3 separate regions of the Mus musculus genome follow, and regions 2 and 3 are each linked to region 1. A link is a contact called in public HiChIP or PLAC-seq data. All regions are on one chromosome and are shown on one strand. The core of a region is the stretch at or near the end of the contact, and the rest is flanking DNA. Distances in the headings are between cores, read along the strand shown. Region 1 has its middle 24 kb from the start of 4930448I06Rik. Region 2 has its middle 80 kb from the start of Gm35935. Region 3 has its middle 32 kb from the start of Gm35935.

Region 1 (4,257 bases), core at 1,215-3,714:
TTTTTTTTGTTTTTTGTTTTTTTAAAATTCAGTCTGTATTATTCCTTTGTAGAAGTACAAAGGATTTTAAAAATCAAAATATCTTTAGAATAACACTATATATTGGCTAATAAATAGTTTCAAGCAATATTCATATAAATATCATACACAATCACTTGTGTGCATGGGATTATGTCTGAAGAAACTCCTGCAATCAGCATAAACTTTTCCCAAGGGAAATAGGTATCTTTGAACCAGGCATAATCTAAACATAAAAGTATTGTTTTACTCAAACTGAATATTAGAGAAATTCATATAGATGAAAAACTTCAAATCAGGACTTAGTAAGAACCAGAAAGTACAATCTCTGCCAGCCCCCATCCCTTTCTTAGCGAGACCCCAGCTCTTTGATCCCGTGGAAGTTTAAAATCTTCATAATCAGTTACAGTTTGTGTAGAAAGGTCGAGGGCTTGCCTCAGCACATACTAAATCTTAAGACTTGGCTTAAGAAAATTCACAGTAGAAGAATAAAAAGATTCTCTTGGTGGGTGAGATAGGAAGGGAAACACGTTACACGGAGCCTTAGACTAAGCAATTATTGGGGCTCAACTTGCTCTTGCTTGTCATGCAGAGGAGGCGATTGCTATGAGACTTGTGGGCACAGATGAGCAAGGGAACAGAGGTTAGGTTCCCCTTCAATTCTTCTTTCCCACACCAGGCGGAGGAGACCCCCAGTCTGCCACCTGTGTTTCTGACAAACCTGTGTGACCTTCTAACCACCATACCCCCCATTTCATCCTTAGTAACTTTGAAGTTGGGACTCAAAAATGTTTCCACTTTCACTTTTAGACTCCCTGGTCTTGCCCAAAGGAGTGTGTGCTTCCTGGATGTTTTCTTTCAAATGTCTGGGAACGTAGGGCAAACCAAATAGAAGAGAAAAACAAACACTGAAGAGAACAGAAAAGGAAATGGGCTACCTTGAGAGACTCCTCCCCCCACTGACAGAACAAACGTGGCATCAAAACAGGACGTCATTTGTCATGCACGACTCCATTTGCTAGATGTGAATCCCATGGAAGGACATTTATCTAAATTATCCTGATAAAGTGCCATTACTCTGGGTAGAGAGAAAAATGGTCGGAAAGGCCAGTCAGCAAACGAGAATCTTGCTTTGGTTTAATTGAGGCAAAACCTAAGGGTGCATGGAGTAGCTAGTGCTTTGCACACTCATATGTATGTGTGTAAACTCAGTTCTAATACCCCAAAGTTATCCCAGTAGCTAGTCAGTCAGCTCTTAACAACACAACCCAAACAGTAGTGATTCAGGACTTTAATATAAACGGAGGCCTTCACTGCTTCAGTAATAGAAAGCCGGTTACCAGATTGTAAACAAATATAAGTAACGTCTGCTAGTCTGTGCTGACAACAGATAAGAAGATAAATGCAGATCTTCTCTTAATTAGCCTTTCTTAATTAAAAACAGCAGCAGCACTCTGATCAAAATGAACTCTGGTGGGAGTGTGGTCACTCGGTCTTCTGGGTATCACTTGAGGAAAATTAGATTTTTTTTTTTTGCTCTTTTCTAGGATAAATTGTGCACTAAAGAAGGAATAAATGCTGTCTGTGATCAGCGTCCCCTCGGTTTTTATCTGCCTGAGATGGATGTGTCTCTTGCCGTTTGCAGAATGGCGTGGGGGCAGACTTAGCCATCATTAGCACCCCGGGATGGATCCAACTCACTAATTACTTATGCTGTCCTGGTTCACTGAGATTTAAGTACCAAGTCAATCCCATTATCTGCAGTCTCCCAAGCTTGCCAGAGTCATCCGTCTTTCATGGAAAAGAAGCACCCGGGTTATCAATTGGACCCTGCAAGACTTGGGATTTTCCTACTTCGGAGAAGGCAAGATTAGTGGGACTCAAGTCCAGGCCCTGCTAAGCCGCACTTTGGATGCGATAAAAGTAAATAAAGTGACAATTATCCATAACTATGTGAGGAAACTGGGAGGGGTGAGACAGAGAGCGAGGGGAAACGGAAGGAAGGAAGGAAGGAAGGAAGGAAGGAAGGAAGGAAGGCAGGAAGGCAGGAAGGCAGGAAGGCAGGAAGGCAGGAAGGCAGGAAGGCAGGAAGGAAGGAAGGAAGGAAGGAAGGAAGGGAAAAGAGCACAGGAAAAGCCGGTCTTTTGCTGTCCTGCGGCCTGATGTTTCAAGCAGTTCTCTGCATCACCTCTGAGCCACACACGATAATTCATGTTACAAACACATGGTAATACACTCAGAAATCAGGAATTAAAGTATTCTGAAGGGCTGTGTCCTCTACCCCCTCTCCCCCCCCCCCCCCCCCCGCCTCCCTGGGAGAGGAGAGATGGAATTGGAGAAGCGGCCCTGGGAGCCTTGTGAGTGGGCGACATGCTCAGTCTGCAGGCGGGCTGTGAGGCCAGGCCTCCTCAGCTGCTGGGGTCCGGTGATTGGCACCTGCTCTGCTGAGGGGAAGGGCCTGGCAGCTATTGGCAGCGCTGTCACGTTCATTTGCACACTTTACGGAGCAGCAGTGTGGCTACTAATACAAAAAAGGATCTTCTGAGCAGCGTGACATCTCTCGGAATGGAATATTTGTCTTTACAAATGATTGCTCTGCTGCCAGCACTTGACACGGTGCTCGCAAACACGTGTAATTGTTGGAAGTGTAATGATGACTATTTGCATATTTAATGTTCAAACAGTTTTGAAGAAGCAACCTAGACCAAACCTTCTAGGGGGAGATTTGAATATGTTCAGCATCAACTCGAGGAGTCCCAGGAAGTAGGAGGCTGATGCGGGGGGGGGGGGGCAATGGCAGGGATAATTGGCTTAAAGTTCAACCACACCATCCTGTCTGGGTGCTTTTATTCCGGGACACAATAGCTCTCTCCAGGCTCATGGGGGTGGAAGTTCAGCAACACCAGAGATGTGCTTTCTCTTGGCTCCGTTTCAAACGTAAACTGCAAGACACTCTGTGTCAGCCTGGTTTTACATTAACCAACTGTGAATCCAAGGATGAGCGCCAGGAAACAGGCATGCAAGCTTTGCTGCTCTGAGCAAGTATATGCGGAATTTGTTACACACCGTGTAGCCACTGGGAGGGGGAGATGTCCTCTGGGCTCTGATACCCAAGACATCATCACTCCAGGGGTGCCGTCTAGTTGAAAAATCTAAAAATGGTGTCGCCTTTAGGTTTATAGGGAAAGTCTTTATTGTCTTAGGAGGCCCATTCAGTATTAAGAATCTTCAGGCTTTTATTCTGTGGGCCCTTGTTCAATCATTTCTCTGTCTGTGTCATTTGTCTCCTTCTCTCTCCCTTAGAAACAGAGAACCTTTGATAGTCTAAAATAAATACGAAGCACCCATTTTTCCTAATCCTCGAGCTCCTTAGCGTATTGTTTTCTGCAGCTGCAGCCTCTGAACTGGCTATAGCACCTGCTCTCCCTTCCTTCAATTTAAACTCACATGGGGCTATAGGTGTGAAGTACAAGGCTTTGTCATTCTGCCGGGTACATGTGACTATAGGAATTTGCTTGTAAGGCCACAGTTCTTCCTAAGGACCCCTCTCTGGAAGTATTCAGAACTCAGGTAATTTTGGATACAAAACGATAGCCCACCATGCAGTTTCTTAATGTGATACAGACACTGGCCCTCAGAACTCAGAACCCTGTCGTCCTGCCAACCGGTCTGATAGGGTCTGATAGGCTGTCGCAGCAGGCAGAGCCGTGCTTACCTGAACAACTTGAGATGTGGCAGCCCCACCGCCGCCTGCTCCAAATCAGCAGGAAAGGAGGGCTGAGATGGTCGTAATCATCGCGGGGAAGGTGCACCTTGCTGGAATCAATAGAATAATTTTTGATAATGTAGCCACTTGATCTGATAATTTGGCCTTTCACCTGTAGTGAGCAACTTCACTGGAGGCTTTTTGAGCTATTAGACGCCTCTTACTTGGACGCTATCCTGTTCTCATCTTCCAAAGTATGTGAGTAATTAGCGTTTCTTCCTTTCTCTCCTCTTTCTGCCTTGTTTGCCACCTACACACCCAGTTTTTTTTCTCTTCCCCAACTCCTTCACAAACCCATCCCCAATTCCCATTTACTTCTTCTTCACTAGGAGCCACTTGATAGCAGCACCCCGTTCCTTGCCACCAAGCCATGCAGTCATCTGAGGGCTGGATTGTGAACCACTCAGTTACTATCCTGTTAACTCACGGTGATTAGAGACACAGGTCTCTACTTCTGACCCTCTCTGGTGTTT
Region 2 (4,257 bases), core at 634-3,133, 490 kb after region 1:
ATTTGACCACCCCAGGAGAAATTTACTTCTAAGAGAACTCCTGGGAGAAAAAGAGGTAATGATACTCGGAGATGTTGGGACTAATAGAATACCAAAGTTCTTAGGTCAGACTCAGAGTTCATAGGTCAGATGCCACCACTTGTTTCAGTGAGGTGAGTGTAATCATTCTAATGACTCTCAAATAAAATCTTACTTCATAGTTTAAAATCAATCTCTGCATTTCATCAAGAAAGTAGCATAAAATAGAATGTGCTAATAGAGAAGCCATGGTTGTCTAATTTTATGTTGCAAATATTGAGACATTGTATCTGAACTCTTTAAAGCTACTTTATTTATTTCTGTGCCACAGTAAAGGATGGACTACTATTTATTTAATATTAGTGAGGGAGTATGCAGAGGAAGTTCTTCTTCATCATCTGTTGGGCTCACATGTTATCTATTCTTAGTTGCTGGATTTCTTTTTACACCCTACCTTTCCTACTCTCATGGACAAGAACCAGCATTTTATCTTTTCTCTAATGCAGTTGTGTGAGAGTTGAAGCAGGGAGGATTTTTCGTTTTAGGTATATAACCATTAAACAGCTGTTTCTAAAGAATGAAATCACATGTCCTGTGATAGAACTAGAAAACCCATTGTAGTATCTTTGAGTGAAACAACCTATTTCAAACTATACACATGATTATAGTTGATCCACAAAAGCTCTTTTTGACCAATCTAACAGCAAAAGCATAAATAAATAAGGAGTCCAAGCCGGCTGTTAATTTTTCTTCACCTCTGGGTAAGTATAGGGTATTGCTGGCTGTGTTACTTTTGAGGTTCAAGGGTGATTCTATGGGCCATGATTTTCAGTGTGGATAAATACAGCTGAAGAGACTGATGTGTGACCTTTACTTTCCAAACCAAGAGCATGTGTAATCTACCCACCATTAATGCAGTTAATGCCCACATCCATATGCAGGAGAGACACTGGCTCCCCTTGGCCCTGGCCCTGGGCCTAAATGTTTCAGTGAATGCTGAGCCAACAATCCACAAAGGCTCTGAACAGTCTCCGGGAGCCGCCCCAGACTTCGCGAACAAAAATACCCGTGTGTGTGAACTTGCCTCAGAAACCCTTTCCTCGTGGGTTTGGACAGCAGCATCTCAAACAATGCTTTTGTTCAGTGGAATGATAGTGCTCCCGCAGACGCTTATCAATTATTGACTGCTTTTATTATATTCTTAGAAATAAGGTGACGATAAGCAGCATTGCTAACGTATGACATCCCTTTCATTATGAATGACTGAGTGATTTCCACACATTTTAAACTCCAAATAAGGAGGTGGGGAAAGGGATGGTAAAAAGAAAGACAAACCTCATACAGATTTCACCTCACTAACGACTTAATTGGCATCACCCCCAGGGTGAAATGTCCTAACACCCCACAACCTTTTATGACAGGAAGTGAAAATTCCATATCCAATTGGAGCTACAGGGATAATTTAGGGAGGCAGAATGTAATTATCCAATTAGGAATTTAGCCAGAACAGAAAGGTTAATCCCCCTTAGTCCTTTGAAAAGAGCCCATGGGATCTTTAATGACGACAAGGGGTCAGGACCTGTGTTTTACAACTTAAGCCAAAAAAAAAAAATTATTCAGACTTCTAGCTCACTTTCTGGAAAAACGGAGGAGTTCAAATGCATCCAACTTAAGGAGTTCTCCCATATCAGAACTGATTAAAACTCACCCATTTCCTGTATTCCCTTTTCTAGGTTACAGAGTCACAATGTGAAAGTTGTCTGGGTTTCACAATGGAGATGCGGGCTTGGCTCACGACACGAGTGGCATGCCTTCCTGCACATGAGACAGAAAATGGCAGCCCTGGTGCTGACTCAGGGGTTTGGAATGTGCCATTGATGCCTGGCTTGCCTCCAGCTTCAAGCTCAGGATCTGCCAAGTTGGCAGGCTGGGGAATTCGCTGTGGCAATTTTTCAAAATGTGAAGACTCAGTCCAAGGAGAGATTTTGTTTCTACATTTTAACTACCAGGACAAGTGACAGGGTCCCCTTTGACAAAGAGTCTGGTCTAAGACAGAAGAGCCCTACTCAAAGGAGAACTGACGGCATATTTGCAAGTACCTCTTATACAAATAACATCCCTTTTGGGCATTCATTTCAGAATTCTGGCCTAAGGAAATATGAATTACAAATTTTTTGTCTGGAAAGCACAGAACACAGACTTGCTGGATGTAGCAGAGATTCGCAGGTCTTCCTATCAGACAGAGTCATGTCATGGGTATTTACAAGTGAAACATTGCTTTCCTTTGGAGCCTAGCCAATATGGGATCATGGAACAGAGCTTTTTGAATTTTCAAAGCTGATAGTGAAAGTGGACGAGGAGGGGGAGATCTATAAGCAAACAAGTACAGCTTTGCCACAAACACTTTGGTGAAACTGGAACAGTACACGGGGATGTTGTTTATTTTCTAAAAGTTCCTTTCTGTCCCAGTAGCATTATTGAATTTTTTTTATGAGAGTATCAAGATATATACACAACAAATTAGGTTATTTGTCAGAGAAGGTATTAGCAGATTTGGTTAGTTTTAGTGAATCAATAGAAATTGTGGTCTTGTTCAATGCAGAAGGATCAGGTTTTAACTACTAATAATATGTCAGATTAAAATTATCAATGATTGATATTAGAAAATGCATCAAGCTCCACCTTCATGAGAATATCTAAAAAGCTTAGCCATGTAAAATAGAATATAAACACTGTAATATTTTAGACATATTTTTACTTTTTATAAAAATTCCAAGGAGACATTTTGTGTCAGATAATTTCAGATCCCTAAATAATTCTTTCTGTAAAAAGCAGAATAAAAAGATCATTTGTACAGGGAAAGGTGAGTTGCTGTTCTTCATATGATAATAGAATAATGATTACATTTGTACCAAAAATAAGAAAATACAGTCACCAAGTGAGTGAAATGCAATAAAAAATCTGAAATGACCAGTAATAATTAAAATTAATGTTAAGGTAATTTTTGTTCCCTCTTAATGTATTTAATTTTTATCAGGTCTATTGGCACCCGAAAAGACAAAAAGATCTTAATTCCATGTATTCACGATGGTCTATTTAGACCTTTCGTGGCAAAAATTAAAAAGAAAAGACAGATCATATGATTATCAACTGTCCTCTATTCAGGAAGAAGACTGACTGAGATGTCTTATGACTTCCCGATAACCATTCAACAGTTATTAAATTTTATTAGATATTAGGAAGGAAGGATAAAACAATATCTGAGATTCCCAAGACAGATGACTTAAAATAAAGACTTTGTTATTGTTTGCATGTACTAAAGCCCGAAGAATTGGAGGCAACTATCAGTCAATACACAGATATTTTTTTTTTCACAGTTCCAGAGAGGCGACAAGCCACATCATTCAGAGGTGATGGAAAAGAGGCAGAGGACGATAAGACAGTGGCGGAAAGAGGCTCTGTGAACTTTTTGTGTGATGGACTTGCCAAGGCAGGGCGAGCAGGCAAGGATTGGCTAGTATAAATGATTTCATCCAATTCTAGAAGTCTTACCTGATGCTCATCTTTAAGGACACAGACAGATCAGCAGGAATTCTTGGATGCCAGCAGGGGGAGAAAGCTTGTGGTGTATTCTGGACTGGTTAGCTTGCATTTGAAAGGGACACTCACAGGTATGTCACTTGCTACTTTCTAAGCATTGAGCAGTGTTTTTTAGAATTTACAGGACTCTGGATCTCAGCCTCAGAAATACAGATTTGACTATACTAGTTGATACATTATGTTTTTATATTTTGTTTCAGGCCTGTCTGGCAATCAAAGAGCTTTTAGGTTGATGAAAGCAAGCACTCATTTGGTTTAAGTATACCCATTTTCTATTGTCACCATAGCTATAAATATTTGTTTAGCATCCACTTGTTTAGGACAGTAGCTTCTTTGTTAAAACCTCTGTCTTGGGCTAACTATGACACTTTTTCTTTGGGTATAATACTTTTTCATGACTCATTAAAAGAATGATCTGGCTTTTCAAATTATTTATTTATTTATTTTATTGCATGTGTCAGCATATGCATTTGTACACATGTGTGGATATCCACAGACGCCTGGAAATAGCAACAGCATCGGATCTCTAGAGTTCGATGTGGTTGTACTTCAACATATGTGGGGGTTGAGGACCAAATCCTGGTCCTCAAGAAGAACAGTGGTTGTTCTTAACTGCTGAGCCATCTCTCCCTCCCAGAT
Region 3 (4,257 bases), core at 978-3,477, 450 kb after region 1:
AGCCTGGTCTACAGAGTGAGTTCCAGGATAGCCAGGGCTATACAGAGAAACCCTGTCTCAAACCCCCCCCAAAAGACCCCCCAAAAAACAAAAAGCAAAACAAAACATACAAAAAATATTAAAATTATAAATCAAATGCAAAATAGATTTAAAACTGAATGTAAAAATACAAAAAGGAGAGAATGAAGAAGAAAGAGAGTGAAGGAAGCTATCCAGAAACTCTAACACTGTCTTTTGTTGTTTCTCTCTCTCTTGCTCGCTCTCTCTCTTGTGTTCGCGCTCTCGCTCTCTCGAGCTCTTGCTCTCACTCTGCATGGCATGAAATCATCCAACAGATTACATCATATTGTTTTCTGCTATAGCATACAAAATGGCTGAAGTCCAGTCACTACTCCATCTGATCTAGGCAGTCTCTCCTTAGAGTAACATGGAAAGGGCAGTAATAGATAGGGACTTTTTTAATTGTAATTTTTTATTGTTTAAACAACAAAGTAGCCATTGGACATTTTTGTAACCTTGTTATTTAGATAACTTATAATATCACTGTCCTGGTGGTAAAATGAAACTAGCAATATCCAGTAGCTCAGGTTGAAGACAAACTTGAGATTTTTTTCCAAATAAAGGCATTTTATGAGTATCTTTCTACTTTCTTCATACAAATTATTCATCTAGACATCTTTGGAGTCAGACTTCCAAGTGCTGTTAGGTCTCACACAGTACAAAGGGTCGACAGTCTGATGGACTCTGTTAATTCCTAAGGGAAGATCGATGCCAGGCTGCTCACACCACTCCATTAGCTGAGCTCCTTACGACAACGCTCTTAGAAACATTAACTGTGTGTTTTCTCGTGTTTGTAGAAAACTCTTAAAGGGGGAGAATTTTTGCATATCTGCAAAGGCTCCAATTATCCCTTTTTTTTGTCAGTAATATTTTAGAGATAACTGGGAGTCTTAATGACATTAGATGACTTTTGTTAACAACACCCCAAATTAAGTTTGGATCACTTCCCAGGTGCAAACATTATCAGTTCAAGCACTGTGAATAAAGGTTAATTTGGAATGACTGACAAAGACTGTAAAAGTTTCTTCTATCTTATTTTTAATTTATTTTGTGACTGTGAGTGACTATTATGCATAATCACAAAAGTTTCCAAATGCATTTCTATTCATATTTCTTTTTGCTCTTCATAATTACCCATAATGCCCATTCTTCCCTTTTATGATGATACCCTAGAATGATGATGAAATGTGGGCATTCAGGTGCTGTTAGCCATAAATCAACACTTTGGGGGCTCAATGGCTTTCCATTTATCTCTGAGATACAGCGTTTGAGGATTGATGCATCCTAACTATGTTCTTAAGTGAGGATTTTCATGTGAATACCAGTGCTAGCATTTAGACAAAGCAAATCATTAATCTGAATCTAAACTTTCTATTAACTATTCAGATTCTTATTTCCCTCCACTCCCCCCTTTTCTTCTCAAGGTCGCAGTACGGTTTCCCATGGATTCTTGAAAATTTGCCTTGAGTTTTCTGTCACTGACGATGTGGAGGCTCCAGTGATTACTTCGCAGCAAAAAAACGAAAGTTGGACGAACCTGGACGGGCCAATCGGGGCATGATTCCCATCACCAGGATTTATCTACTTTAGAAACGAAACAGTTAACCTAATCATCTCATTTTATTGCTAATTTAGAAAGGCTTTTCCCCGCGAAGTACGCTCTCACTTTTCTAAACTCACTGCTTATGACCTGAGTCTTTTATTCATCGCGCCATTACCGACAGCTAATCCCTCTCATGTATTGATAATTGGACAAAACTGGACAACATGCCAACTCCCGAACACCGCATGCCCCTGAGGCTTCTATTCAGCGATTCCTCCCAAACCACATTGCTTTCCAAGTTTGGTTCTTTCATTGCCTATCAATGGGAAACCAGTGAGAGATTTTCTCACTGCTTAGGAATTTGGCCAATTTTAACCTACCCATTGAACTTTCTTCTTAGGAAGAACTACAGTATACGTGGTTCATACGTCTTCCTTTTCTCACACATCCGTGAATAGCCTGCAATTCTTGTTTACTCAAATTATTGCTTTAGTGTATATATTTAAACCATAATTAAACAATAAGTATCTCTTCCAGAACTTAGTTTGTTTTGTGGATCTGAAGCAAATTCAATGGAGAGCTACCCCAGTGTCTGGGACTCATGCAGATTTATCACAGGATTAAGCCACAGGCACTACTTTCAATCTGTTTAATTAGTTCTTAAAATTATAGAAGCCTATGATTTGATACTAAATAGAAATCAATGCAATCCTTTCTTAAGGGGATATTCCATCAAAATTTGAATCTGTATTTCTACGTGTACATGGAGTTTAGGAAGTATTTTCTGTCTTCAAGCTTAATAAACATATTTAATGGCATCTGTCTGCTTGAAACAAGCCTTGGGGCATATGTTAGGAAGCAAGGACAAAGACTTTGGCAACTGAATTATTACAGAATGAAATTAAATGCTTACAACTGGGTAGCATTCATAGAGGCTCACAAAGAGAGGACAATGCAGTTCACACATTCGTGGCTTGAATTTATGCCCTTCCCAGTTCAATGGGAGAGTGTTGGCTGCCTTTCACACCTCCACGCAGCTGCAGAGAAAGCAGAGCCCAGAAAGGGGCACTGGAGCCTCTCTGCTTTGCTTCTCCTTCCGACCTTCATTGCAAAAACAAAAATTTTCTTCCAACATGACCATGTTTCCTCACAGCCTTTAACATACTTCACATGTTGCTTTCCCTAGAAGTCTGATATTAAAACACAGATGGGAAGCCATGCATTTTATTAAATTTAAGCACTTATGTTTAGAAAGGATGGGAAAGTAGCCAATACATGGATCGAAATGACACTCAAGAGTTTAAAAATTGGCCATTTAAGGAAGCTAACTGACTCCAGTCACAGGAAGAAGAAGAAAAGAAGCAGAATAAATATTAAATGGCAAACATGTGGGAAATAGGCAGCACTTAGGGTTGTCTGCCATGTTAGGCATGGTGGCAAATCCCTATTTTCAGTGCCAAGGGCTGAGGCAGGACAATCCAGACAAGGACAGCCTGGGTCTGCACTGTGATAACTCTTCTTGAGAAAACAGGAAGCTGTATCATATTGGTAGAAAAATGGCTTAGTATGTTCAAAGCCTTGATTTGATCCCTATCATTACGGCTAAAAACATTTCAATATCTCTCCACCTCAGTATACTCTTTTTTTTTAAAGATAATTTAACCAAATATTTTTTATTCTTAAATCACCAAAACCTAACTTTACTGTAAATTAGATGGACCCAGAGAATTGTCTTAGTAACTGTCTTATCAGCACAGATGTGACATTAATCAGTTTTCTTATTGCTGTGGTAGAATTCCGTGACAAAGGCAACTTAAGTGGGGGGGGGGGGGCGGCGGAGTATTTTGGCTAGAGGTTGGGGATTACAATCCTTCATGGAAAGTCTTGGCAGAGGCGCATAAGCTGCCTGGTCATGTGACATCAGTCAGGAGGTAGAGAGCTAGGTGTCCTGTCTTGTTTTTACTGAGTCCAAAACTCCAGGCCTTGGAATGGTATTGCCCACATTTAGGGTGGGAACTCTTTGTCAATTAACCTAATCTAGATAATTCCTTAAAGACATAACCAGAGATTTGTTTCCATCATGATTATAAATTTCATCAGATTGACAATCAAGATAAATCATAACAGATGTTGAGTAATTCATGTATTCAGCCACCCTCCAAATACAATCTCCACTCAGCTCCGCTTTCAGACTGTAAGTATCCCATCGTTGAGTGGTTCCTGGTGACTGGTCCTGGGAGGGTGAGCCTTTCAGAGATGTGACCCTCCTCCAAAAGAAAGAACCAGACTCTAAGCCCCCCAGCACCTGGGATTCAGACCATGCTTCTAGCTCAGAGACCCTCACATACTGTGTATGGGCTTTGCCACATATAGCTAATCTGCCTTCTGTTCTTTCAAATGATAGTGTGACATGCCTTAGAAAAATTAGCAAAATAGTCTCTTATTTATGTTTCCATTTTCACTTGTTTTCTGTGTTTTTGAGACAGAGTTTGTATACCCTAGATTGGTTCTACTCTCTCTGTGCAGTCTTACCTGGCATTGAACTCTCCATTCTCTCCTGCCTCAGCCTCCTGGGAACAAGTGTTGCAGATTGTGTGACACGGCTCCTATCTTAAATAATATCCTATGTTTTGGAGATACCATAAAAGGTCTTA

What was found. HiChIP or PLAC-seq counts read pairs in DNA pulled down with a chosen protein or histone mark.
Region 2: a contact with region 1 is called in an H3K4me3 HiChIP or PLAC-seq map of embryonic forebrain, with 8 times the contacts expected there. The contact joins two enhancer-like sites. A contact is called at or near these places in 4 of 484 Hi-C or Micro-C datasets (adipose-derived mesenchymal stem cells, cerebellar granule neurons, embryonic somatosensory cortex and 1 more), 3 of 115 datasets of contacts at active chromatin or transcription factors (astrocytes, embryonic forebrain and stem cell-derived neural progenitor cells) and 2 of 9 other capture datasets (embryonic stem cells and embryonic trunk).
Region 3: an H3K4me3 HiChIP or PLAC-seq map of embryonic forebrain shows a contact between it and region 1, with 5 times the contacts expected there. The contact joins two enhancer-like sites. A contact is called at or near these places in 2 of 484 Hi-C or Micro-C datasets (embryonic somatosensory cortex and neural progenitor cells), 6 of 115 datasets of contacts at active chromatin or transcription factors (astrocytes, differentiating embryonic stem cells, embryonic basal ganglia and 3 more) and 1 of 9 other capture datasets (embryonic trunk).

Annotation. Positions count from the first base shown.
Region 1 is chr1:41,155,402-41,159,658 of GRCm38.p6, forward strand. No RefSeq gene overlaps it. Among named protein-coding and RNA genes, the nearest start is that of 4930448I06Rik, 24 kb to the right of the region's middle. Within about 2 kb of position 2,465, at least 49 of the 459 cell types and tissues checked have an H3K27ac peak or open chromatin away from gene starts, as enhancers often do. A contact at or near this core is called in embryonic basal ganglia, embryonic forebrain, neural progenitor cells and 1 more, where this site is marked.
Region 2 is chr1:41,650,963-41,655,219 of GRCm38.p6, forward strand. No RefSeq gene overlaps it. Among named protein-coding and RNA genes, the nearest start is that of Gm35935, 80 kb to the left of the region's middle. Within about 2 kb of position 1,884, at least 64 of the 459 cell types and tissues checked have an H3K27ac peak or open chromatin away from gene starts, as enhancers often do. A contact at or near this core is called in embryonic forebrain, neural progenitor cells and stem cell-derived neural progenitor cells, where this site is marked.
Region 3 is chr1:41,603,359-41,607,615 of GRCm38.p6, forward strand. No RefSeq gene overlaps it. Among named protein-coding and RNA genes, the nearest start is that of Gm35935, 32 kb to the left of the region's middle. Within about 2 kb of position 2,228, at least 27 of the 459 cell types and tissues checked have an H3K27ac peak or open chromatin away from gene starts, as enhancers often do. A contact at or near this core is called in embryonic basal ganglia, embryonic forebrain, neural progenitor cells and 1 more, where this site is marked.